Linked DNA regions of Mus musculus: regions 1, 2, 3, 4 and 5 are each linked to region 6. Evidence: chromatin contacts called from public HiChIP or PLAC-seq and promoter capture Hi-C data. All regions are on one chromosome and are shown on one strand. Each heading gives the region's core, a stretch centred on a gene start, on an enhancer-like site or on the middle of the called end of the contact. The rest is flanking DNA. Distances are from core to core; before and after follow the strand shown. Region 1 holds the start of Chchd1 (coiled-coil-helix-coiled-coil-helix domain containing 1). Region 2 holds the start of Dnajc9 (DnaJ heat shock protein family (Hsp40) member C9). Region 3 holds the start of 1810062O18Rik (RIKEN cDNA 1810062O18 gene). Region 4 holds the start of Ndst2 (N-deacetylase/N-sulfotransferase (heparan glucosaminyl) 2). Region 5 holds the start of Sec24c (Sec24 related gene family, member C (S. cerevisiae)). Region 6 holds the start of Samd8 (sterile alpha motif domain containing 8).

Region 1 (4,348 bases), core at 916-3,415, 1.0 Mb after region 6:
TTGCACTGCTATCAGGCTCCCTGGTACTAGTTGCAAGAAGCTGTGAGGCAGCTAGGATGGTCACTGTGGAACCCAATGTCAGTCCTCTACAAAAGTAGCAAGTACCCTTAAATGGAGTCAGCTCTCCAGCCCCTAAGTATATTAACTGTACAAATAAAATAATATGTATCTACAGAATCTCTGGGTATCAGTATATGCACTTGCTTCAGTAAGCACTTTGGACAGACTATTTGTGAAGTATGCCCTCACTGAATACAGCTGATGGCAAAAAGGCTCTGCATACACAGACTTCATTGCTACTTATGTATCTAAAAGCCAAAGGACTAAATGATGTAAAGGACTTGAAAGGCAACAAAAGACATTCAGACTTGCTCATCAAAAGCATATTTGGACTGGGCAGTGGTGGCGCATGCCTTTAATCCCAGCACTTGGGAGAAAGAGGCAGGCGATCTCGGAGTTTGCGACTGGCCTGGTCTACAGAGTGAGTTACAGGACAGCCAGGAATACACAGAGAAACTCTCTTTCAAAAAAGAAAAAGAAAAAAAACAAAAAAAAAACAAAAACAAAACAAAAGAAAGGAAATGAAGAGCATCCCAGGAATAAAGAACTTCCAGGGTTTGGGGAGATTATAGAGCCCAAGAAAGGACGTGCTCAGGTTGGCTCAGAGGTTGGGTGCTTGCCCAGTGAAGGGAAAGGCAGAGATATTCCTCTTCAGGATGGGGCTGGAGGTGTGAGGAGAAGCAGCTAATTAGAAGAAATGGCCAACTTCTTTTTAGAGGATTTTATTTCAAGACAGCATCCAGAATACGATTCATTCAAAAGAGCAAAATTAAGTATTTTGCCTCATTTTACCCTTCAAAAACTCGTAGCAATGCAAATGCAAACCGCAAACCTCCCAAACGTGCCTCTCTGTATAGCTTTTGGAAATGAGAGTTCATTGAAAATATTTCTCCATTTTCAGATGAGATGAGATTTGTTGGGAAATCTCTGTAACAACTTGGTCATCTTGTGGGGAGATAAACTCTCGGACTGTCCCAGAGACTCCTGGATTGATCTCATCTTCCTGGCTTCCTGAAAACACAACAGAAAACAGAAAACAAAAAACAAAGTCACAGTTCTTTAGCTTATTCTGACCTAGACCCATAATTTTTATAATATTCCAAACCCCAAGAGACCCTGCCTCAAGGAATAAAGTGGAAGAGGAATGGAGGAAAATTCCAGACGTTTACCTCAGGCCACCACACAGCACTGGTGCCCACAGATGTGTCCCTGCATTTTCAAGCACGCAAGCACTTACACACATACACACACACACACACACACACACACCCCAAACAAACAAACAAAAAACCCAAAGGAACAAAAAGGGGATTTAAAGGGATTGGGGATGTACAAATGATTGTTATCATCTCAAACTACTATTCTGGCTAGCAAATTAGTGAAGATCAACCTATGACAAAACTTAGCTTTTTCTCACTTTGGTGAGGGTGAGCCAGTCACAGATGAATGGGAGACTCTGTACATAATTTAACACAGGGCGGTGTGAACCATTTCTTTGCGTTTGGTTTTTTTTTTTTGGTTTTTCGAGACAGGGTTTCTCTGTGTAGCCCTGGCTGTCCTGGCACTCACTTTGTAGACCAGGCTGGCCTCGAACTCAGAAATCCACCTGCCTCTGCCTCCCAAGTGCTGGGATTAAAGGCGTGCGCCACCACGCCCGGCTTGAACCATTTCTTTGTATTCCCCTTTCTTTTCCCAAGAAGGCACGCTAGGAGCCAGACATCACCTGAGCCCTGGAAGAACAATCGAAGAAGTCCTGGATCTCTTTCCTGCACGCCTCGTCGCGGAATTCATTCTGCTTCCAGCAAGCCATCATCATCGACATCTCCGTGATACAGGTTGCCTCTGGAGGGGAAGAACTGGGAGACCTTCAGCCACAGGGCGACCTAACACCTCTCCCCCGAGATTACCTAGCCGCCCCCGCTCCAAGTGCTCACCTCCCTTTTCTCTACGTCGGTTCCCGACGCGGTTAGCTAAGATAAGAGGCTTGTTGGGTTTCAGTATAGGTTTTCCCGGGTTCGCAAACCGCGCCAGGCGGCCGCGTAGACTGGGCGTCGCCATTTTGCACAGCGTTCCCAGTAGGCTCCGCGGCGCCGTGCGTGACCCCTCTTGACCTCTACGCGCTTGGCGTGCGGACAACGGGCAGCTGTGCGCGCACTTTCCGGGTCTTGGCCTCACGGTGACACTGGATTCGAACCCCGTCGGGCCGGCAGCCGACAGCAGGTTAGGATGCTATAGGTTGTGCGCGCCCTTTGCGTGCTCGGGACCCGGCAGGATTCAGGGGCCCCGTGTCCGCGGCTGCCACTTATTTGTGAGTCGGTGTCTGCGTGTGGGCACCACGTGAGTGCCGCGTCCGTGGCGGCCAGGGGAAGGCGTTGGATCCCGTGGGGCTGGAGTTAAGGATTTTGGATTGCAAAGGACTTTTGTTTTAACAAGTCTGTGAGAATGATGATTCCTTTTGCCAGGCGGTGGTGACGCTCGCCTTTAAATCCCGGCACTGGGGAGGTGGGGAGGCGGGGAGGCGGGGAGGCAGGCGGATCTGAGTTTGAGGCCAGCCTGGTCTCCAGGACTGCCAGGGCTACACAGAGAAACTCTGTAGCAGAAAAACCAAAATAATAAAATGGTTGCTTTTTACAACTCTTACATGGACTGCTAGGTAGATACTGTTTACTCGTTTGGAATGATCGCACAGTAGGGTGAACGTTGTAACATTTACGTGTGACATACACAACATTTAATATTAGAGCAACTATATCACTTCTTTTTATAGACCTCCAGTTGTGATTTGTTGGACTTGAGTGTTTGACTTAACTGTTTACAAAACCGAATCAAAAGATGTGCTATATATAGATTCTTTGGTATTTGCAAATGAATTCAAGACATTTCTGCTAATGGAAGCGGAATCCAGCAGTCCTGTAGTTTATATGATGTCTACTTTAGAGCAAGGTATATTTGCTGACATTTTTTACCTCAGATGTTTGGAATTCTCCCTTGATAGCCTACGTGGATGCCTTTCTTCCGGAGTCACATAGCTAATTCAGGAGGGAAATTCCAGGAATGGGCCTGACCAAAAAGTCCATCTTTTGGTCAGTATTTAGTATCTAATAAAGCTTGCTTTAAATTTAGCCCAAAATGGTGGACTTCGTTTTTCTGGCGAATCCCAAGATTAACACTGGGTTCACATCAGAGGGGTTTTCCCTCTCTTACCACACCCTACCGGCAGCCATCAAGGCACCTTTTTTATTGTCACACACATTTATATTGTTTGTGACCTTATGTACCCCAACATCTACTTTGAAATCTTAGCTAGCTCAGGGTCTGGAGAGGTAGCTCCGTGCTTAAAGAGTGTTTTTAGCTCTTCCAGAGGACTGTTTGGTTTCCAGCATCCACGTTGCAGGGCTCATAATTACTTCTACCAACACCTCGAACGCACACATGGGTAAATTTCTTTTCTTTCCCAAACTTTAATTTGCATTTGCTAACAAATCTTTTTTATCCACTTTACAAAACTATGGAACACTTCACGAATTTGCGTGTCATCCTTGTGCAAGGGCCATGCTAATCTTCTCTGTATCGTCCCCGTTTTAGTATATAGGCTGCCAAAGCGAGCACGGAAAAATATTTTTAAATATCTCTTAAATGTTTAAAATGAGACGAGCCTTTGTGTATCTTGTTCATGCTAAAAATAGCTATGCCAGGCGTGGCATATGCCTACAATCCAAGCACTTGGGAAATTGAGGCAGGAGACAGATTAAAGAGTTTGAAACCAGCCTAAGTTACATATAATGAGTACTTGGCAAGCCAGGGCCATATAACATGACCCTGCCTTAATGAAACAAACAAAAAATAAATAAAATAATGAAATGAGAAAGGAAAAGTGTTTACCATTATTTTTTACAAGTCTCCAATTTTATCACCTCAATCCCCCAAAATAAGCAAATACAGGCCAGCAAAATGGCTCACTTGGTGAATAGAGGTGCTGCCACTAAGTCTGTTGAGTTTAGTCCTTGAGACCACATGGCAGAAAGAAAACTGACTCTTATGATATATACAAGTACAGGGTAGTACAAGCTACTACACACATACACATAATAAACAAATGTAATAAAGAAACCATGTAGAAGACACTGGAAAAATCAGTTTATTATATAAAATGAAACCTGAGATGATAAAATAAACACAGTAACACTTGTGTTCTAGCCATACTCTGGTAGTAAATAAAAGACTATTACAAACCTCTACCACGAGTACCCATGGGTACCATGAGTACCCATAACCTGCAGCAAGTGAT
Region 2 (4,089 bases), core at 673-3,172, 1.4 Mb after region 6:
CTTGGATCATCCCAAAGGTGAAGAAGACAATCGCCTTGTGTATTGTCTGTTTCCTTGACACATGAGCTCATGTATACAAAGACTCTGATGGAAAAGTTGGGGCTTTAATAGCCTTACCTTTTTTTTTTTTTTTATTGTTTTCTTTTGTTTGTTTTTCTTTTCTGAGATTGGTTTCTCCGGAACAGAACTGACTTTGTGTGCCAGGCTGGCCACCTGCCTCTGTCTGCTGCGTGGCGGGAATGAAGGCGTCCTCCGCTACCCTTTAAAGAGTAATCAGAAGGAAGTGCATCCAAAGGCTGAGAGTCTGTCGCTGTGTGTTCTGTATCACAGCTGTGGGTCAGTCAGATCCACGGTTACAGATGAGGGAGGCTATGCTCAGGAGTAGGAAACATAACTTGAGAACAACTTGGGATTCAAACTCCGTATGTCTACCTACAAAGTATTTTCCTACATATAATGTTGCCTATATGAAAGGAAAAACAAATGATAAGACAGCCATTCCAAAGCTCACTTTAAATGCCAGTGGGAAGCCTAGAACATGGCTCAGGACGTAAAGCGCTTTATTTTTACCTTAGCTCTGAGGTACTGAGTTCACATCCTTAGACCCCATGTACTAGTTAGACAGGAAGCAAAGAGTCTGCAATAGCAGCATCCTACAGGGACATGGGACGGTGGAGAGACAAAGGAATCCTCAGACACGGGCAAGCTGGCATGCACAGTGGAGAAACAACACAGACATCTTGTGTCAAATGAGGTAGGAAGTGAAGACTGACACCTAAGGTGGTATCTGACCTCCATGTGTTAAAGCATGCACATGCCCACTCTAACCAACACATGAATGTGCACGCATACACAGAACAGTCTATGATAGAGTCGTGTTTAGGTATTGTGAGTTCAGTATGTAAATGACAGGCTGTATGAAATCAAACACACCGTCTGCCTCACAGTGCCCCAGAACCATGGGATTCTACAGCTATAAACACGAATCACAGGTTTGCTTTTACGTGCTGGTTAATGTAGGTTTTAAGTTCTAGAGTAAGGCTACATTCTTTAGGAATGTAGTGCTCTGGCCTGTTTTATCTGGATTCTGAGAATAGTTACTTATGTACATTCAGAGGTTGCTCTCCATCCAGTGTGGCTGCTGGTTTTCCTTCACTGGGCATGAAGGAACTTTGAAAGTAGGTAAGAGAGGAACTAAGTTTAGTTGGCCTTGATTTTTAGATCCGAGGAGGGGAAAAGCCGAAGAAGCACTGAACTATTTAAAATGATAGGATGGGTGGGTCAGTGCAATTAGTTTCCATTGCTGTGTGAGGTGACTGCAGCAGGTGAGTGGCGCTGATTCTGTGCTGCCAAAGATACACATCCTTTGAGATAAAAGGCATTCTTAAAAGTTGTGCTTTGTGTATTTTGATTGATACAGGCTATTCCTGCATGGACTGAGGGATTCATCCCAGATGAAGTCATCTAAGCCTATAGTTGTACTCTGAGTATCACCTTAAAAAACACATTAACCTTTGGGTTGAACATGTCAAGTTTCCCAGTTTTCCTTATTTTGTATGATTGTGTATGATTGTGTGTGTTTGTGTGTGTGTAGGCCAAAAGACAACTTGACAGAGTATGTTCTCTCCTGCCACTGTATGGGTCCCAGAGGTCGTCAGGTATGGCGGCATGCCCTCCAACCCGCTGAGCATCCTCTCCAGCCCGAGCATCCGCTCTCTATTCGGAAAACTTTCGTTGTGTCTTGTACCGTACTCTCATGTATCATTGAGCTGTGCAGGGAACTGGGAGGAAGCGCAGTAGTGGCTGGCACCGGGTGGGGCGTGCCTCCTCTCCAGAAGACGCCACCGCCGTCTCATTTTACTTCGCGGGCGAGAGCGAGGCTGCTTTGCGGCTGCCGTAAAGTGCGGCTGGCCCCGCCCCCGGCGCTTCTCCTGTGACGCAGGCGCCCAGAGTTATTTGGGCGGGAAAAGGCGGCCGGCGGTCCGCTGTCCAGCAGAGCGGCTGTGGCTACAGCTTCCCCGGGTTCGCGGAGCAGCCTCTTCCCTGGCATGGGGCTGCTGGAGCTGTGCGAGCAGGTGTTTGGCACCGCCGACCTCTACCAAGTGCTGGGCGTGCGGCGCGAGGCTTCGGACGGCGAGGTCCGACGCGGCTACCACAAAGTGTCCCTGCAAGTGCACCCCGACCGAGTAGAGGAGGACCAGAAAGAGGACGCCACCCGCCGCTTCCAGGTTTGTGGGCCCGCGTTCGGACTGCTGCCCGGACTTGTGCTCTCGCGGGGCCCCTGCTCCTAGGACAGCGCACTGCTGATCCTCGGCCTGGCATTTTTCAGCTTTTCTAGCTGCCCTGTTTCGGTGGGAGGTTCAGGATGACTTTTGGATACTCTGCTTACAGATCTTGGGAAGAGTCTACGCGGTTCTGAGTGACAAGGAACAGAAAGCAGTGTACGATGAACAGGGGACAGTGGACGAAGACTCTGCTGGCCTCAACCAAGACCGGGACTGGGATGCATATTGGAGATTACTCTTTAAAAAGGTAAAGAGCTTTAGTGGCTTTGACTAATTCTCATCATTCAGTCCACAAGAACAATTCGCGAAGTTAAAGCAATCTTCTTTGTTATTAGATATCGCTAGAGGATATCCAAGCTTTTGAAAAGACATACAAAGGCTCCGAAGAAGAGCTAAACGATATTAAGCAGGCCTATCTGGACTTCAAGGGCGACATGGACCAGATCATGGAGTCTGTACTTTGTGTACAGTACACAGATGAACCCAGGATAAGAAACATCATTCAAAAAGCTATTGAATCCAAAGAGATTCCAGCCTACAGCGCCTTCGTCAAAGAGTCTAAACAAAAGATGAATGCAAGGAAAAGGAGGGTAAGTAGTGTTGTTCCTAGCACATCTCAGCTGCTTCAAAAAAGGGTCTCGCTGTATTCACAGCGACGGAAATAGACTGCTGCGATATGACTGCTTGACCTGCAGCATTGATCTAACTAGATGACCAGGAAGAAAGCCCTGATTACTTTGGTATGTTGTGCTGAAAATGATTCCACTTTATGGACTGTTTGAAGTCACCCTCAAGTGATTCTGAAAAACTTTTCACACGAGGCAGTCCTTGTAGCTTTGCTGTATGGAGCCTGGTTACAAGGCTGTGGGCCTTGTGTGGTTATTGAACAGGTAGAAGATGGCAGTGATTGTGTGCTGTTAAACATGTAGAATGGCGGGGTGGTGCTCCCAGTACTTGAGCACTGAGGAAGCTAACTGAGGATTGCCACTTTTGAGGTCAGGCTGCGCTGTGTGGATCCGTGCTGCATTGGTTGTCTAGTACGTGGGAGGTCCCTAATTCTCCAAAACTGCCCAGAAGAGGGGGAGAAAACAAAAATTAAAAAAAATTCTGTAAATACATATAGTTATTTCACACACACACACACACACACACACACACAAGGGGATGGAGAGATGGCTCAGTGGGCATGTACTCCTCTTACAGAGACCCAAGTTCAACTTTCAGGACCAAGGTTGGGTGTTGTGGCTCACAACCGTCTGTAACTCCAGCTCCCAAAGATTTGACACCTCCGGTTTCCATGTAACCACTGGGTGGTCTCTCCTGTCCCCACTCTGAGGAACACAATTGCCTACACTTGAGGATTGGGACTTGCGGTTGATTCTTCATCCCTTCATCCCTGTCTAACCAGGAAGAGTGGGGATGTTAGCTGAGGAGTTGAAGGAAGCAAACAACCCTGCTTACGCTCTTTGGGAAAGTTACCCCAGACTGCTGGTAAAGCAATGGTTGCTTCGTCTTGGCTTTCACGATTGGAGCTGACTGGAGAGCTGGCAATTTAAGATGTTAGGTGTCTGGTGGGTACTTGAGTTGTCTTTTGTGTGGCTCAAGTGGATGGGCAAAGACCTGGAGCTTTTAGTACAAGAACATGCAGAGAGAAAAACTAACTTTAGTGTTTGGGGTGAGTTTAAGGGCCTGCTTTACAGAGAAGAGACTGCTATGCCTTTTTCATGGCTTGGAGTCACAGCTGTTGCTTGCTAATCATTTTCGCATGTAAAACAGAACAGCTGTATTAGATCAGGATTTTGGT
Region 3 (4,157 bases), core at 1,608-4,107, 1.2 Mb after region 6:
TTCCTTGTGACTCAGACTTTAGGCCTAGAATGTGGAGCTGCCAATACACTGTTTGCCCTTCTGAACAGATGGAGTTGGGCACACTAACACCCCTCCTGTCCTTAGCAGCAGAGCCATTACTACCACTGCTCACTCACCCTTGTAAACTCTCAAGAGTCAGCTAAAGTATTTTAGGGCAAAGCATACTGGTTTTGTAAAGTATTTTTCATTAATAAATCTATAAGATAGTTGTATTTAATCTCTTGTCTTTTACTTTTGTATGTCCTTGCTCTTTTCTTCTGGGGTCGGGAGGCTTCAACATTTATATGAAATGCCTTTGACCAAGTGAAAATGAATAGCCAAAGAGGAATTTAAAAATACAAACTGACCAGGTGTGGTGGCACACACCTTTAATCCCAGCACTTGGGAGGCAGAGGCAGGTGGATTTCTGAGTTCGAGGCCAGCCTGGTCTACAAAGTGAGTTTCAGGACAGCCAGGGCTACACAGAGAAACCCTGTCTCGAAAAACCGAAAAACCAAAAAACCAAACAAAAAAAACAAACTCACTTATGGAGTCAACATATCTTTAAGAGTCTTTCCCTCTTGTTATGGCTGTTAGCGTGTTAACTATCCCTCCCCTGCCTGGGACACTCAGTGCATTACATTCTCCATTCCTCCCCTTGTCTTCTGGGCATTCAAACCACCTTGACAAACTCACTCCCAGTACAGTACCAGCCTTGGTGCCTTTCCTCTCTGCATTCCAGGTGTGTGATGTGACTCCAATCCTTTGCTCTTCCTATTGCCTTGCTCCCTTTCCTTTCCCCTTAAGAGTCAGAATATCTCTGTGATAATGAGAGCTATCTTCACCCATGACACACTCCCAACAGTCTCTTTCCTTTGAAAAGTATTTTGTAGTGGCTGGAGAGATGATTCAATGGTTAAGAGAACAAGCTGTTCATGTATTGGACCCAGGTTCAGTTTTCAGTACCACATAGTGGTTCACAATATTTGGTAGCTCTAGTTCCAGGGAATATAATCTACTCTTCTGCCCTCTATGGAGACTGAACACATGTGGTGCACAGACATTCATGCAGGTAAAACACATAAACACACAAAAGAAAATAATTTGGAAGGTTCCCTTTGCAAAGAATGTCTATTGGGTTTTCCCTCCTTATTTATTCCAGATCTTGATCTTACTGATGAACACAAAGAAACAACAGATGCTGAGAACGTTGCCCTCCTAATCACTGAGGACAGATTCTGAGAACTTGTGTTACTGAGTAATAAGATACAGAGGGCTTTCTTGTTTCATCCTATTTGGATGCTATAACATAGAGACATGGGCCTTAGTAGATATGTTGGCCCCTGAACCATTCAACACTGCTCGTGTCATACACACAATTCTATCTTTTTGGAAGAAGTGTAATGACTGTGCATATGTATGAGGAGGACACATGAAGGCTAGAGTAAGCTGTACTAGTCAGTTCTCTTTTAATACCTTGTGTGCCCTGTGGTTCCATTACTGGGTTTGGTGGCCTATGCCTTCAGCATCTGAGCATCTTATTAATAACTGTTAAGGACCACCTGTACTTGTTTCTTGACCTCTTGGATGCTGGTCAACTTGGATCTGTTTCTGCAAGTTGCCCAAATTCAAATTCCGAGTATGTACAAAGATAAGGAACTAATTTCCTATTTTCTACCTACTTAGTCTCTGCTTTCCATTTTTTTCTATTTCATTTCTTTATTTACAAGTTTTAGTAGATGTCAGACTAGAAGGAGTCTAATTCCTTCTTTCCATTGTCTCCTTCGGCCATGGGGATTAGTCCTAAGGAACTTAAATCACAGTCCTTGGCTGCAAGCACCTTTATCCATTGAACCATCTCTCTGCCTTCAAATTTATTTGCTCAGTGAATTACGAGAGAGGCAATGGCTTTCCAGGGGAATCTTACAGGTTCTCAGGACACCTCTTGGTGTCATTCCCTACTTCCCTTGATCCATTTTGGTTCTTAAATCGTGGTGCTTAGACTTTTCCAGCTGAATTTATGTGCCTTTGGACTTTTCCAAACTCTCAAAGCAAGAGTTCGAATTCTATGCAACTCTCTAGGGCCCCGTTTTGTTGAGACAGTCTCACTTTGTTGCCCTGAGTGGTTAGACCTAGCTAGACTTGAACTTACAGAGTTCTGCCTTCCCCTGCCTCCTGAGGTCTGGTATTAAAGGGAAAATTTCATTTTAAATGATAATGCCACTCTATAGATTCCCTGATGCTTCTTTCATTTTTCTCTCTGGCCATAGTATTATCACTTAGATTTTGTAGATAAATTGTCATATATTTGTCTAGGCCTGGGAAATTCTGAGATCAAATTACACCTCTTCATTTTCCTGGGCTCCAAAGCGGCCAAAAAACCGTCCTTTTTTCCCCTTGCATTTTATCAACAGCCCCTCAGTTTAATCTGCAACCTCTCTTTACTGGTTTGTCTTTCTGCATGTACGGAATTTTCACCTGATCCCTTGGACTGTTTCCGTTTCTGTAGTAGCCTCGGTAATTTTGCTCAAGTCCCTGGAGCTTGTCCCGCCCCCGCCCCTGCACGCGCGATGCATGACGGTCTTAGCCCCTCTGAAGGGAAAGAGGGTCCGCCATGTTCCCCGGCGGCGCCGCCGCTTGGCTCTGGTAGCCGCCGCCCCCGCCCCCAACCCCGCCCGTCCCGGCACCTAGCCGAGCCCCGGGCCCAGCATGGCCGCCCCGGAGCCGGCCCGGGCCGCGCCGCCCCCGCCCCCGCCCCCACCGCCCCCTCTCGGGGCCGACCGCGTCGTCAAAGGTGAGAGGTACCCGAAGCCTGGGGGCCTGGCGTGAGGCGCGGTGTGAGGGCGGGCGGGAGTCCGTCCCCTCAGGAGCGGGCCTGGCGGGGCGGGCGAGTGACTGGCTGCCTCCCTTGGGGAGTGGCCCCTGGGCGGGTCCCCGCTGGGCCGGGCCGAGGCGTAGGCTGCTCCTCGGTCTCCCGCTCGCCCTGCAGGCCCGGGCGGGCGTCGTGCGCGGGCTGTCGCTAACGCGGGCTCAGGGCCGTCCGCCGCAGTGAGCCCCTTTCTTTCCTGCTTTGCCTGTGGTCGGCGCGGCGCCCGCGTTAAGAGCTTCCGGCTCCTCGACAGCTGCACTCCCGGCTTGCCCGGGCGCACCGAGGGGCCCCGGAACCCCTTAGCCGCACGCCGTTGGACTCGCCCGCGTTCTGGCCCACGCCTGCTCCCGGGTGACAACGCCTAGCTAGCGCCAGCCGCAGGGGGTTTGCGCTCGGCCCTCAGATGCCACCCCGCGCGGAAATCGGGAAAACCGTATGGGACTGGACCAGGATGAAGGATCCCGGGGTGACCTAGGAACCCAGACGTAGCTGCGGGGCAGGGGAAAAAGCCATCTTACAAAGAGGAGGCAAAAAAGTCCCATGTATAGGAAGTGGTACACTTAACAGAAAGGGTTTTACAAGCCGCCTCTAAACACACGACTTACTCTTTAGAAGGAAAAGTGAAATTCTTCTGAGCCAGGGAGGACGTGTGTGTACAGATAAACAGATTTATTTAAATTAAATTGAGAGGCAGTTGAAAGTTCCTTAAAAGTCCAGGCTCTCAGAGAGAGCCCATCTACCACACTAATACTATGGATTAAGAATATTAAGAACTGAAATTATTTTTCTTTATTTTGCAGTCAATAAGCAGAAATCGTAAAATGAAGATTTCGTCATTTAGATTATGCTCATTTTTAAAGTTATTTTAATTTTCAAATTCAGTGTCTCAAGTATAGACTGGCACAGTGTTTAAATACTGCTAGCTTTGCTTTGAATTGTGACCATGGTTTGCCATTAAAATATTTTAAAACAAACCCTTTTCTCGTGTGTGTGTGTGTGTGTGTATGTATGTATGTATGTATGTGTGCTGGTTTTTCGAGATAGGGCTTTTTTGCGTAGTCTTAGCCAGGAACTTGGAAAGTAGGCTGGTCTGGAACTCAGAGATATGCCTGCCTCTGCTTCTTAAGAGCCCAATCAAAGGTGTACGCCACCACTGCCCACCTGTGTTTTTTCTGTTTTCAATCTGCACTTTAGGTTCTTAAAGCATGACATATGTGGTTGGGTTAAGCATTAGAATGAACTAAATAGGACTGGAGTAAGAGCGGGTAAGAGCACTGACTGCTCTTCC
Region 4 (3,837 bases), core at 529-3,028, 1.0 Mb after region 6:
TGACACCTAGTATGAGAAAGACGCAAACACCGTGGCCGCTGGACCTACATTGGAGAGAATGCAGCACTGCCAGCCTGCTGTGTGTGGAGGCAGCTGTGAGGCGTGGCCTCAGGACTGAAAGCCTGGACTTTGCTGTACCGGTCCAGTTAGCGTAGACAGGAAGAGAATTGGTGCTGCAGAAGTGTGTCCGCCAATGAGAAACCTCGAGTTCGTCTGACATGCACTTAACTCATCCATTTCTAGAGGATGCACAATGCACGTGGGCCTGAGACTGAGGCCCGATTTCTGCTGGTGGAAAGGGGGAGGGATTGCTACTTTGTTTCCTGTTGGTTTTCCTGACATAACAAGGAGAGATCCAGAAGTCGTTGGCCAGGGCTCCTTTTGCCACTTTTGGCAGTTGTTTGTGTGCTGATCTGGACCATCTTTGTCTTGTATTTTCATGGTGGTGGTCCCCATGCTGACCCTCATCTAGGCCTGGGCCCTCTGCCAAGTGCCCCTGTGGGATGGGAGGAGTGAGGCAGTGGGTAAGAGTTGGTGGTTGTTTCTATGCATTCTGGCTGCCCTCTGGGCTGCCTCCCTTCTTCCCATGCTGCACGCCCAACTCTTTCCCTGGGTTTGAGATCGAACTGACTGCTTGGGTGAGAAGTGTCCTCTTTAAAGAGGCTCTTTATTGACCAACCGAAGTATAGACTTTTCTGCTGGACAATCTGCATGGGCATCACCCCCTCGCCTGCATGTACCCACAAAGGGGTCCAGAGCCAAGGCTCCTGCATTCATTGTCCCTCTCTGTGCTCAAGGAGGTCCATTCCAGGAAGAAAAGGTCTGTACCTTAGGCAGATAACAGAGAAGATAATGGAAGAGGCAATTGGTCATAGTCTTGGTTCCCTCCCACCAAACAACTGCACATTATCTGCATTGGGGGGGGGGGTAGATTTCAGCTCCTTGGGTGACCTTCAGGAGGCACAGGAGCTGGGAAAAGAGAACTACAGAGTATGGAGCCAGCTGAGAAGAGAACAAACGCATGGGTGCTGGTGCTTGAATTTAGCCAGGCTCCTCAAGCACTTGTGCATGCCTCAGACCCTGGACCCTAGACCCTTCCTGCCCTGCAGCCTGCAGTGCCAGCCAACAGATACCTTCATCACAGGGTTTGGTTTTGCTGGCTTGAAGACAACAAATGGTCTTAGAGCTCTTTGAGACCCATAGCTTCATGTGGCTGCTCCAGCCCCACTTCTTAGCGTTCTTACTCCACTTCTGGGGCTAATGTCAGCATCTATAGACTATTAATAGACTATTTAAAAAACAAACCACCTTTTAAACAGGAAATGGAAGGCATTTGATGCAGAACTTTTGCATGATGACATAGAAATAATTTAAAATAGTGTTTGTTCTGAATGTTGGTAGTCCCTTCATAGCTTTGTTACAATGAAACCTTGAAGATATTTAATAAAATAACCTTTAAACAGTCCATTGTGTTATTGCTGTTGGAGGCTCGTAGCCGTGGGCTTAGATTTTAGCAGCCTGCGTGACAAGGCTTCACTAGGAGACGAACATCTTTTTGCCCATTCCCTTGGGGAGCAAGGAAGAAAACTTCTCATAAACTCAGCCTGGGCTGCTGTATTGGGGGGTGGCAGGGAGGAAGTAGCCTCTTAGGCGGTGGGCCGAGTCTTCGCCCCGCCCCAGGCGGAGGTGGCCCCGCCCTTGGTACGCGGGCTCCCTCCTCCGCGGGTCTGAGTGGACAGGCCTGGGCCCTGGGCCCGCCCCGACGCTCCGCAGACTGTGCCACCCGGCGTGGAGGACGGGGTCCACCCTGGTGGGCTGAGCGCGAGGCCGGAGGGCTGGGAGGCTGCGGCTGGGCTGAGCACTGCGGAGGGCCGTCGGCTTATCCCAGGTCCCGGTCACGCAGCGGCCACGCTCGGGGAGCGCGCGGACCTGAGCGGGCACCACGAGCCGCAGCGCGCCGCCTCCCCCTGGTGGGAGCGGTACTTGAGCCCGACTGCGGCGGAGCGTTCGCTCGGAGATGGCGGAGCCGCCGCGACGCGGCCCGAGGCCCCGCGAGCAGGGAAGCCGGGCAGCCCCGGGACGCGGCAGGGCCCGGGGACAGCGGGGACGCCGCCCACTCCACCGGGTGAGCCATCTTTGAGAGCAGTCTCCCGTCCACGGTCGCCCTCGGTTTTCGCGATCAGACTTCCTGCGAGTGTCGCCACCGAAACCACCCGCAGGGTCGTCCTGGGCGACCACCCATCTGGCCCTGTGCACCCTGCCCCGAGTCCCAGCCGCTGGCCTCCCCTCAGTTGCCTTATTCTGGCCACTCCGCCCAGGGCACACGGGGTTCTTAAACCCAGTGCCTGTCTGGATGCCAACTCTCGGCCGCACCCCTGCCCCTTTCCCTCCAGCTCCCCCACCTGTGGGCTCCCCATTTCCCGTAGTTCCCGCAGGAGGGTCCTTCTATCCTCAAGGTCAGGTCCTTCCTCCCACAGCGTGGCCCCTGTTGTTTATTCCAGTGGTGGGCCCACACCTCCAGCCCACCCTGACCCTGTATTTGCTGCCCACTTTGGCAGACGACCCTTAGGTTTCTCCTTCCTCAGAAACTTTCCACTGCCACACACATGTTCTTCCTCCAACTTAGTCATCCCACTGCTCCCCCACCAAAAGTTCTCACATGATCCCCTCTCTAAATCTCACTGGCTTCCTCTAGGTATGAAGCTAAAATACAGTGGTTACAACACAGGAGGTTGACAGGCCTGACCTTTGAATCCCAGTTCATCCACAAACGGAGCTTTGTAATCTCGGGTAAGTTACTAAACTTCTCTGGGCCAGAAATTATGCGTGTGTAAAATGGAACTACTACTAGTTATATGTGTTTTCATAACTGTTAGAGCTGACATTAAATACAGGTGCTTCTTGCATTTACTGATAAACTTTTAAGATATCCTAAACTACTGACCACAAGAGCTTATCAGTTTGTGCCCTCTGCTCAGTGACGCCAGTTGCTTCACCTTCTGTTTGTGTGGCTGAGCAAGTACTTGCAGTGTGTCTCAAATGAAAAGTATTGTTGGGGCTGGAGAGGTAGCTTAGTGGTTCCAAACTTCCAAAGGCCCTGAGTTCAGTCCTCAGCACCCACATGGTGGCCTACAATCTGATGCTGTCTTCTGGTGTGCAGATGTACATGTAGACAAAGTACCTATATCCATAAAGTACATAAGTAAAAATAAACAAGAGAGAGAGAGAGCCGGGCGTGGTGGCACACACCTTTAATCCTAGCACTCGGGAGGCAGAGGCAGGTGGATTTCTGAGTTCGAGGCAGCCTGGTCTACAGAGTGAGTTCCAGGACAGCCAGGGCTACACAGAGAAACCCTGTCTCAAAAAACCAAAAGAAGAAGAGGAAGAGGAGGAGGGGGAGGGGAAGAAAGAAAGAAATAAAGAAAAGAAGAGAAGAGAAGAGAAGAACAACAACTACTACTACTACTACTACGGTGTCTGCAAATCCACTCCCTTAGGAAAGGATTAAAACTCTAGGACCTGAGGTTGGAACTCCTGGGAGAGCACGTGCCTAGCCTGTGCAAGACCACATATCCCATCACTGGCACTGAAAACCAAAACCCACAACCATTTGAAGTCTCCTTTAAGTGTTTACCATTTGCACATTGGTTTTGTCGTTGGTTGGTAGTGGTGGTTTGGTTTGGTTTGGTTTTTTTTTAAGAAAGTGCTCCTCCATGTAGCCCTGGCTGTCCTAGAACTCGCCCTATAGACCAGACTGGCCTCAAACTCAGAGATCGTCCTGCCTCTGCCTTCTAAGGGCTTATATTAAAGACGTGCGCCATCACCTCCCAGCTTCAT
Region 5 (4,220 bases), core at 1,493-3,992, 1.1 Mb after region 6:
CCAGCACTGGGGAGGCAGAGGCAGGCTGATCTCTGAGTTCCAGGCCAGTGTGGTCTACAGAGAGAGTTTCAGGATGGCCAGGGATATCCAGAGAAATCCTGTCTGGAAAACAACAACAAAAGACTCACAGAGTTTGGCATCCTCTACCTCTTCAGCCAGCACAACCAAAAGTCTACTATTAATAACTTTATAAGATGTGCCAGGTTAGCATGTGGAGGGCCAGCTACCTTTCTTGGAAAAGTAATATCAAACAAAGCTGAGGACTGGCAGCAGCGTAGCTCAACACTAAAGCATATATACACGGGGCCGACATTCAACTCCTCCCCAAGAGATACACAGAGAATCTAATGCAACACAAGAGTCTCTTATTTCACTCACATCACACAACATTCAAGAAGAGGAAACCCAAGCAAAGGAAAATAAAGACAGTAAAAGATCCAGGGAGTACCCTATGTCAAGCATACAAAAACACTTTTACACTCAGATTCATTTACACACATATGTGTCCCAGAGTAGTATTATAGTAAGAACCAGAAGTCAAATAAGAGGCATTTTCAACACATATGAGGAACAAGTGACTTCAGGGAGACAAAGTCAACAGGCAACACAAGAGCTATGACCACAACCCTTCCATCCAGCTCTCAGTAATACAGTAACAGTAATGATGCTGTCCAGGGTGACACCCACCAAAGTGAGCTGTTGCTGAATCTGGAAGATGCATTCTTCCTAGGTGGCTTAGGTAGAACAGTCACATGTAAAAACGAGGCGAGACAAGACTATTCCCAGGGCCTTCATTTTCAAAGAGTCAGACTCATGTTCCTCAGTCACAGGACCTAAGCAGCTTTGTTAAAGCAACACAATCGAACCTGAAGACTGCTCATTCCCTTCCCTAGCTCAAAACATACCTTGAGGAGGTGCCTGCTGATAACCTGGCACTGGGCCATTGTAGGCTCCATAGGGAGTAGCAGGGGCTGCAGGTCCTGGTTGCCCACCATAACTCGACTGATGATACCCTGGGTAGATGGGCTGGTTCTGCCCATATGGTGGAACAGGTGGAGCTGACTGGTTGACATTCATTATGAGAGCATCCCCGATTTGATCTCACCTATTGAATGAAGGAAAAGAACGAAATCAGTCAAAACAAACTTTCTACGGAGGGAGCAACTATTCAGGGAAGGAAGGAAGAGATGAAAAGGGATTGACCTTATCAGGCTGTGATCAGTTGAACTATTCCCACACTACTACAGGATCTCAGAAACTTCCTGCCCCGCCAGTATGCAGTCACTTTCTTCAAAGCAAGGGTTTTGTTACTGTGAACCCCATGTTGTGTCACTGCCAAGAAGGTATAAATTTCAACTTCAGACAGACTTAATGGAACAGAACAGCAGCAGCCATTCTCCAGTGGTATGACTTTCAGTGTCCAGGCAGTCACACAGAGTCCTCTGCCTGATAACTACCATGATGTTACAGGTAAATAAAGCAATGTTTCCACTTTCCATTCATTGTATCTACCACCAAGTCATCCATTCATCCCCCAAAACAGAATAACTTCAAATGTACTAGGTTTTGTTCAAACACACACACACACACACACACACACACACACACACACACACAAAGAAAAACTGTAAAGTAGCTATTTGGGAGAAACAGTATTCTTTGTCTGACCTACAATAATCCAAATGTTACTCTGACCCCAGTCTTTCCATGAACAGAATGTATTAACCTCACAAATGAAACATTTAAGATAAAAAAAAAGTAGCAATATTCCATGGCAAAGGTCATTCATCTCATGTCTCAAGCAGAGGACTATGGGTATTCTACATCCAAGAGCATGCCTGTAATTGTTTCTGTTCTAAGGTTTGTTTGATAGGTCGCTATCAAACTATTGCAATCTTGCCCAGGAACAGAAGGATGAGTTGGAGGTCCTTTTCAGGGGTCATTCCAACAAGGGGACTGGAGATCTAAACATCCTTCTAGTTATTATACAGGCAGAAGAGGCCCAGGAAGAGTGAGACCTCCTTTCAGGTGCTGCAGTAGAACAATAGGTTTCTCTTTGCTAGGAGAGCCCAGAAGCTAAACCGCTGCCGGACTGAAAACTCTGTAAAGTCAAAGCCATTTTAGAACAGTCCTTCCAAACGCTAAACGTTGCACATGCCACCAACATCAAGCCTGGGAAACGTCCCTCTCCCTTTAATTTCCTGAAGGAGGCTGAGGGACCGAATAAGCTCAGAGTCAAACTCCAATCTTGACTCCATTCTAGGGGGATAGCCGAGGGTGACAACCGAAAGGGGCGGGGCAAGCTTCCTAGAACTCTGAAAGTACCCGAGATGCGGAGGCTTGAGCGCTCCAGAGATCGAGATCCGGAAGCCAAGCCAGCCTCTAGGGCCACGAAGAGGGCCGGTTCACTAAGCAGTAAAGACCAATCCTCTAATGCCCTTCAACATGCTGGGAGGGCGAAGCGAGCCGGAACCTGGGCCAGGAGGTGAAGGGAGGGGTCCGGGGACCTAAGACCGATCGCCGGCCACAGATGCGAGAGGTGAGGGTCTCTTTCTAGGCCCCGCCTCCAGGCTCCTCCCTTTCCTCTAAAACCGGACAGCGATCAGGCCAAAAATACCCTGGCCTCTCCTCAGCATTCCTCCCCACCACGCAACCTCGCGATGCCACTCCTCACCCGGCTCCAGATCCAGGTTCGACTTCGTTCCTAACGTCAAGGCTCCCAGGCTCAACTTCCGGTTCCGAGGGGGGGGGGGCTGGCGTGCCGTCCCCGGAAGTTCCGCCCCATGCTCTAGGGCTAGGCCACTCCTTCTGCCACGTCGGCCTTAGGCACGCTTCCGGAAACCCGGATGTTGCGCATGCGTATGTGGTGTATCCCGTCATGGACGCAGTCTGTAAAGTATTGCTGAGTTTCATGCTTTTTTTTTTTTTTTTTTTTTTCTTTCCTTTCCAGATTTTTCCACATTTTCCAGACTTTTTTTATGGCTTTACCAGCTGAGAGGGTATTGAGAAAACTAGGTCAGATTATTTTTAGTAACGCTCCCTTCGTCGTGTGTTGACTTTAAGGACAGCTAGTCTTGTATCCACTTCCTGTTAACCTTTCACCCCGTTGATTTGCGTCCCTACGGTAGAGCTCACCCTGACCTTTGAGCCACACGTGGTAGTGGTAGGGTGGGTTCTAACCCTCGACTTTGGGCCGATTAGTTCAATGTTTGGACAACTTCTGCCCCGGTTTACTTCTTTAATGAAAAGAATTCGTGTCGAACAGTGAATTGGGATGAATTTAGAGACGTTTCCTAAGATTGTTCAGTATAATGTTTATTCAATAAAGATTAGTTACCATTTTATGCCTTGCCCTTTTTTTAATAGAGGTAACTCTACCAGAATATAAAGACCTCCCTGCTCTCTGTTAAAAGAGCTACAATTCTTTCAGTAATCATAAGACTCTTCAGAGAACAATGTTAACTAATAAATGATTATTGCTCTTTTATCCTCTAATCAGTTTTTTGAGACTGGATCTCAATTTATAGGCAGACTATCCTGAAACTGGATATATAACCCATGATCACCGTGAACTCCCACTTTTTATGCTTCCAACCTCTCCGTTGCATGCATTGGAATTCTTTCTGTGCTGTTATGCTTTAAGCACTTCTTTGGGCCAACTTAGGTTCATGAATAGAGTAGGCAAACTGTTTTGTGGGGTTTTTTCCTACGTAATGGTAGTTACACAGTAATGCATGCTTAGAGAAAAATGGGCATTTAAGTTTGCATGTCAGTTACTAACCAGTCAGTTGTTTCTGTCTAGCTTGTTTTAAAATGTCTTATGTATGGGTGTTTTGCCTGAATGTGTATCTGTGCACTTTGTGACTACAGTACCTGCAGAGGCCAGAAGAGGGCACTGGATCCCCTGGAACTGGAGTTAACAAATCTTGTAAGATACATGGATGCTGGAAATCAAACCCAAGTCACCTGGAAAAGCAGCCAGTGTTCTTTGTCACCAGCCCTGTTTCTATCCACTTTTAAAATACTGTCCGTGGATCCTAGTATCAGTATCAGCTGAGACTTGTTAGAAATGTAAATTAATATCTTTCCTATTTATTTGGGATTTTTTTTTTTTTTTCAGAGACAGGTTTTCTCTGTGTAGCCCTGGCTGTCCTGGAACTCACTCTGTAGACCAGGTTGATCTTGAACTCAGAAATTCACCTGCCTCTGCCTCGCAAGTG
Region 6 (4,371 bases), core at 1,191-3,690:
GCAGAATGAGGAGCATGCTACTGAAGTGTTTCTCTAATTGCACCTGCCAATTCTGCAGCTGCAGCTGGGAAGGCACTTTCTGCCTTACAGTATCTGCTTTACAGTAAAACTCATTTTCTTTACAGTTAGGTGGCTGTGAGAACTGACAAACGGAAATGAAAACACAGCCATCATTAGGTATAATTTTATTACCATTACCCATTAATTTTGTAACTCCAACAGTTTCTCTCCTTAATCTCATAATATTAGGCAGAATTTTTGTATTCCAGTTCAGTAAACTTTCATCCATCAAAATTTTTACTCAGCTAAATTTGGCTGGGTGAGGTAGGTCATGTCTGTAGTCCAAACTCTCAGGAAGCTAACTCAGGAAAACCCTGAGTTAAAGGTTAGCCTGTGTTACACATCAAGACTGCTTCAAAAAAAAAAAAAAATGAGCGCTAATACAAAAACAAGTTCTTTTGAAGGTTCCCAGTATGTCAGGGAAAACAAACAGCAACGCTACATAAAAATTCTTCATCGAAAGATCATCTTTACTAAAGAACCCTACCTTCTGACAGCCTCAGAAGAGCAAAAGAATTTCCTATTCTTTGAGGAAATTATTATCCACTGAGCTTTTGCCAGTCTGATATTAAGGTCCCATTCACAGAAAGCAATTTAAAAGCTTGTTGCAGCCACAGTAGATGGTCATCTTGTGAGGATGGAGCAGTAGAGGCTTGTTGAAAGTAGAAAATAATTAAAAGTTGGTTTTGAAATGCCCAACAACATAGCCAAACCTATCTGATAAGCTGCAAGGAGCCTTAATGAGCCTCAGTTAGAAGTCAAAGGAGTCACGATACCATTTCTTATTTATATGAACTCAAAAAGTTTTGGGATCAATATTTTTCTGGCAGAGTTACAGCTTTGGTACTACATCTTCCAGAAAAAGCACCTGTGTGCTTACACATTTCTTTTGTCAGCTGCCAACTATAACCTCCCTTTGCTACCTTTAGGTTTCTTGATCACGATAGAAAAAAAATTCCATTCATGTGGAAAAAATCTGCTAAATAGCAAGAGAATACTGATCCTGAAAAAGCTGTTAAAATCACCTTTCAAATTTTGTACGAGGTAACTCCAATCCTCGAGTTACCAATGGGGACGATCTTGTAGGATTCTGGACTATGGGTGGCTTCACTTCTTGTCGTAAATGACCTCTTAAACCCAAGAATTTCCACGGACCATATTTCCACCCTGTGGCCAATATGCGGGCCAACTCAAGCTGTATTCAAGTGTTAACAATTCGCACTGAATTATCTGTAAAATCCAAACGTCCAAATTCCCCTTGCAGATTTAATTTTTTTAATTTAAAGGTAATGTACTAAAGACTTACACTTGCCTGACATCTGAACCTTCTTAAAAACGAAGCACAGAGGAGAAGAAACCACTCGCGTCAGAAGAAATCTGAGTGACATCTTTATTTTCACAAATCACTACCCTCTACGAACATCACTTCCTCTCTCCGATCGCCTCCCCCAGTCCCTGTACGAGAATCAGCGATGCATACCCGCCCCTCGCAATCTAGCTTCTTAAAGGGATCACAAACAGGCAAGCCCCAAAGCCGTCATCCACTACCCAGAGATTTTTGACACCTTGAAAGACACTTACCTGTAAAAAAGCCAAGGCCCTAAATTAGATCCCCAAGGGCTCCTTTTTTTCCCCTGGACTTTTCCTCTCTAACCTTTAGGCCAAGCTCCTTCCCACCCGACAGCACCTCCCTCTTTCCAGGCAACCCTAACTCCCGCCCTGCGAAACCAGCCACCATTCCCACCGAGTCAGGTGGCTGTCAGTCCCCACCCGGCTGCCTCGCCCTCATGCGGGTTACGGGTTACAGGAGGCCCGGGGCCAGCTCTCCCTATCCCTCATCTCTATGGCTACAACCCAGGGCACCTCCTCCTCCAGGTCTGGATTCCGGGGACCCCTCTTGCACGTTCCTTCTCCCCTAGCCGGGTAGCAAGGACCCAGCCCCTGCGCCTCGTCCCTTGTTGCCCGCGGGTCAGCTCAACCCCCTGATTTTCTCCGGATTCCATTCCAGAGCGGCCTCCCCTGGCTTCCCCAACCGTCTCCCCGCGGCCCTTGGCGCCCCCGACTCTCCACTCACCCTTGGTTGCAGGCGCCCCCCAATCTCCCCTCTCATCAGCCTCGGCGCCCGCTCACCTCCGCGGTGGGAGCCGGGCTGCCGGGACCCAGCTCGGAGCCGGTGTCTAAGTCGCCGTTGGAGTCGGGGGTCCTCGGCGCGTAGGCGGGGCGCAGCGCCTTGAGAGTCAGACGCGAAGGCCGGGGGAGGGAGCCGGAGCGCAGGCGGGAGCCGGCTCGGCTACCAGCGGGCATCGCTCCGGCCCCTTTGGAGCCGTGCCGCCAGCAGCGGCCAGCCGAACCGGAACTGCTTCGGGAGGCGGGGCGCTACGGGGAGGGGGCGGGTCCAAAACCGGAAGAGGAGGGGAAACCCAAGGGGGAGGGGGAGAGCGCTTGCGTCATGCCCAAGCATAATTCATCAAAGGGTTTTAATGAAGATAGGAGAAGGCTTGTGGGTTGTTGACTGGGGTTGGAGCCTAGGAAGAGGCTATTATCCTGAGCCCTTTGAAGGGGCAAACCCCTTCTCAGTCAGTCCTCAAGTTGCATCATTTATTTGTTTTTCCACCTTTGGTGTTTTCGAGACAAGGTTCCTCTGTGTGTAGCTTCAGCTGTCCTGGACATCACTCTGTAGACCAGGCTGGCCTCAAACTCACAGAGATCCACCTGCCTCTTCCTCCCAAGTGCTGAGATTAAAGGCGAGTGCCACCACTGCCCAGCCCCGTTTATTGCCCCTTGATTTTGTACTGTGCTAGAGACTATACTTCAAATCATTGTTTCAACTCTGTAGATCTCATAGAAAGGTCAAGAAACATTGTAGCCTGACGTAGCACAGTTAATCCAAGCTGGTACCCAAGCCCAAGCTAACCTCAGACAGAACCTGGGTTCTTTCCTGCTACTACCATACCCCACCTTAACGGAATATCCCCTTCTAAAGCAAGCCTAACATTGGCAGAATCCACGTCTGAAGCCATCTGCAGCTTGAAATCTCAGCCCTCTTTGACTCTACTTTCTTGAACAATGCAGGACCGGCTTTGGTAGTTCTGAGGGAGAAGGGGGCAGATTCTAAGATGGACAGGAGGAGAACAGGGGCAGCCAGGAATCTGCCTAGTATGCTCAGAACCTTCAAGGGCTCCATGACACTGCAAAACATCTCATCTCCTGCAGCCCTTGTAGGCAGAGAACTCTCTTGTCCCCGTGCTTCTATAGGGGTAGAGGTGTTGCTCAGTGGTTAGAGCACTTGCTGCTCTTGCTGGAGACTCAGGTTTAATACCCTTTCACCTCAATGCCTCAAGTTCAATGCCACATGCCACCTCACAACCATCTAGAACTCTAATTCCAGGAGACCCACCCCCCACCCCCACTTTCTGGATACAGCAGGCATGGGATGCATGTGGCCCACATACATATTTGTAGGCACTCAAACATAATTTTAAAACTTATTTTATATGTATAAATGTTTGCCTGCATGTATTATCTGTGTTCTTAACCACTGAGCCATCTCTCCAGTACCAATAAAATATTTTTAATTATAAAAATAATGTTTAAAAAGTGGTTCTAGTGTCCAAAGATTCTCAGAGCCTTATTCTCAGAGCCTTGGGCAATGATCACCTCTCTGACATAAAAGGATCCATCAGCTTTCTCTTAAAAAAAAAAAAAATCTGCTATCTTCATTATAGAACCACCGTTCTGTGTGAACCCTACAGCACACGTCAGATGCTTTCCTCCCTGTGTGCCTAAGTTTCTGTGACTCCACAACTCTGACAAGGTCCCCTGTGTTCCACAATCCAAAGGCTCCAATGCAGCCGATATCGGTGTCCCCCCCTGTTTGTGGCCCACTTAGACCTGCAAGAGTCTTTTCTGACATTCAAGCCTCAGTGCTTTTCTCTGCTTTAACTCTTGTCATTGGAACCCGTCTATGCAGGCTCTAAACCTACGAATGAACCTATTTCAAAGCACTTGCCCTATGTTAGACGCAGTGAACCTTTAGTTTAACCCTTGCAACAACTCCCCAGGACAGGCAAACCCTTAACTTTACAGAAGGAACTGACAGAGGTGGAGAGAGATCGTGACTTGTAGGAGTCCAACTCCATGTTCTCGGAGACTTTAGGGATGGGAGTCAGCTCAAGGGAAATAGGTCTTGCAGCGTTCAGAGGCCCTTGGGACTTGCTGAGTCACTTTGTCCCACCTGTCAATGCCAATCTCTGGCAAGGAGAAATAGCACAGGAGAGCAGACCTGACCGCAGGCAGAGGGGTAGGCAGGCT

What was found. Promoter capture Hi-C pulls out the DNA fragments that hold promoters and counts their contacts. HiChIP or PLAC-seq counts read pairs in DNA pulled down with a chosen protein or histone mark. Capture Hi-C pulls out chosen DNA fragments and counts their contacts.
Region 1: a promoter capture Hi-C map of pre-B cells shows a contact between it and region 6, with 4 times the contacts expected there. The contact joins the promoter of Chchd1 here to the promoter of Samd8 in region 6. A contact is called at or near these places in 4 of 39 promoter capture datasets (the C10 cell line, embryonic stem cells, neutrophils and 1 more), 3 of 115 datasets of contacts at active chromatin or transcription factors (T-cell acute lymphoblastic leukemia, astrocytes and pancreatic cancer cells) and 1 of 9 other capture datasets (pancreatic islet).
Region 2: a contact with region 6 is called in an H3K27ac HiChIP or PLAC-seq map of microglia, with 8 times the contacts expected there. The contact joins the promoter of Dnajc9 here to the promoter of Samd8 in region 6. A contact is called at or near these places in 3 of 39 promoter capture datasets (the C10 cell line, neutrophils and pre-B cells), 1 of 484 Hi-C or Micro-C datasets (CD4 T cells), 1 of 115 datasets of contacts at active chromatin or transcription factors (microglia) and 2 of 9 other capture datasets (adipose tissue and liver).
Region 3: a promoter capture Hi-C map of pre-B cells shows a contact between it and region 6, with 2.7 times the contacts expected there. The contact joins the promoter of 1810062O18Rik here to the promoter of Samd8 in region 6. A contact is called at or near these places in 2 of 39 promoter capture datasets (the C10 cell line and pre-B cells), 1 of 115 datasets of contacts at active chromatin or transcription factors (trophoblast stem cells) and 1 of 9 other capture datasets (adipose tissue).
Region 4: an H3K27ac HiChIP or PLAC-seq map of extraembryonic endoderm stem cells shows a contact between it and region 6, with 5 times the contacts expected there. The contact joins the promoter of Ndst2 here to the promoter of Samd8 in region 6. A contact is called at or near these places in 8 of 39 promoter capture datasets (the C10 cell line, the HPC-7 cell line, embryonic stem cells and 5 more), 5 of 115 datasets of contacts at active chromatin or transcription factors (the 230-238 cell line, T-cell acute lymphoblastic leukemia, embryonic forebrain and 2 more) and 2 of 9 other capture datasets (liver and macrophages).
Region 5: a promoter capture Hi-C map of liver shows a contact between it and region 6, with 2.1 times the contacts expected there. The contact joins the promoter of Sec24c here to the promoter of Samd8 in region 6. A contact is called at or near these places in 2 of 39 promoter capture datasets (neutrophils and pre-B cells) and 1 of 9 other capture datasets (liver).

Annotation. Positions count from the first base shown.
Region 1 is chr14:20,700,844-20,705,191 of GRCm38.p6, reverse strand. Chchd1 (coiled-coil-helix-coiled-coil-helix domain containing 1) reads right to left here and starts at 2,165. Exons shown (of 3, transcript NM_025366.3): 1 at 1,995-2,165; 2 at 1,784-1,902; 3 at 767-1,071. The coding sequence starts at 2,118. The coding sequence ends at 958. It overlaps 6230400D17Rik (RIKEN cDNA 6230400D17 gene), which reads left to right and starts at 2,093. Exons shown (of 1, transcript NR_029446.1): 1 at 2,093-3,180. Gm25328 (a small nuclear RNA gene) reads right to left here and starts at 3,669; the gene lies at 3,563-3,669.
Region 2 is chr14:20,386,743-20,390,831 of GRCm38.p6, reverse strand. It overlaps Dnajc9 (DnaJ heat shock protein family (Hsp40) member C9), which reads left to right and starts at 1,922. Exons shown (of 5, transcript NM_134081.5): 1 at 1,922-2,228; 2 at 2,392-2,532; 3 at 2,621-2,875. The coding sequence starts at 2,049.
Region 3 is chr14:20,544,993-20,549,149 of GRCm38.p6, reverse strand. 1810062O18Rik (RIKEN cDNA 1810062O18 gene) reads right to left here and starts at 2,857. Exons shown (of 6, transcript NR_033571.1): 1 at 2,806-2,857. It overlaps Ppp3cb (protein phosphatase 3, catalytic subunit, beta isoform), which reads left to right and starts at 2,577. Exons shown (of 14, transcript NM_008914.3): 1 at 2,577-2,794. The coding sequence starts at 2,710. It overlaps Usp54 (ubiquitin specific peptidase 54), which reads left to right. Exons shown (of 21, transcript NM_030180.2): 21 at 1-238.
Region 4 is chr14:20,732,503-20,736,339 of GRCm38.p6, reverse strand. It overlaps Ndst2 (N-deacetylase/N-sulfotransferase (heparan glucosaminyl) 2), which reads left to right and starts at 1,778. Exons shown (of 15, transcript NM_010811.2): 1 at 1,778-2,125; 2 at 2,696-2,790. It overlaps Camk2g (calcium/calmodulin-dependent protein kinase II gamma), which reads left to right. Exons shown (of 21, transcript NM_001360186.1): 21 at 1-1,467.
Region 5 is chr14:20,672,843-20,677,062 of GRCm38.p6, reverse strand. Sec24c (Sec24 related gene family, member C (S. cerevisiae)) reads right to left here and starts at 2,742. Exons shown (of 23, transcript NM_172596.2): 1 at 2,675-2,742; 2 at 906-1,105. The coding sequence starts at 1,077.
Region 6 is chr14:21,748,600-21,752,970 of GRCm38.p6, reverse strand. Samd8 (sterile alpha motif domain containing 8) reads right to left here and starts at 2,440. Exons shown (of 6, transcript NM_026283.3): 1 at 2,191-2,440. The coding sequence starts at 2,364. It also overlaps a transcript of Dusp13 not described here.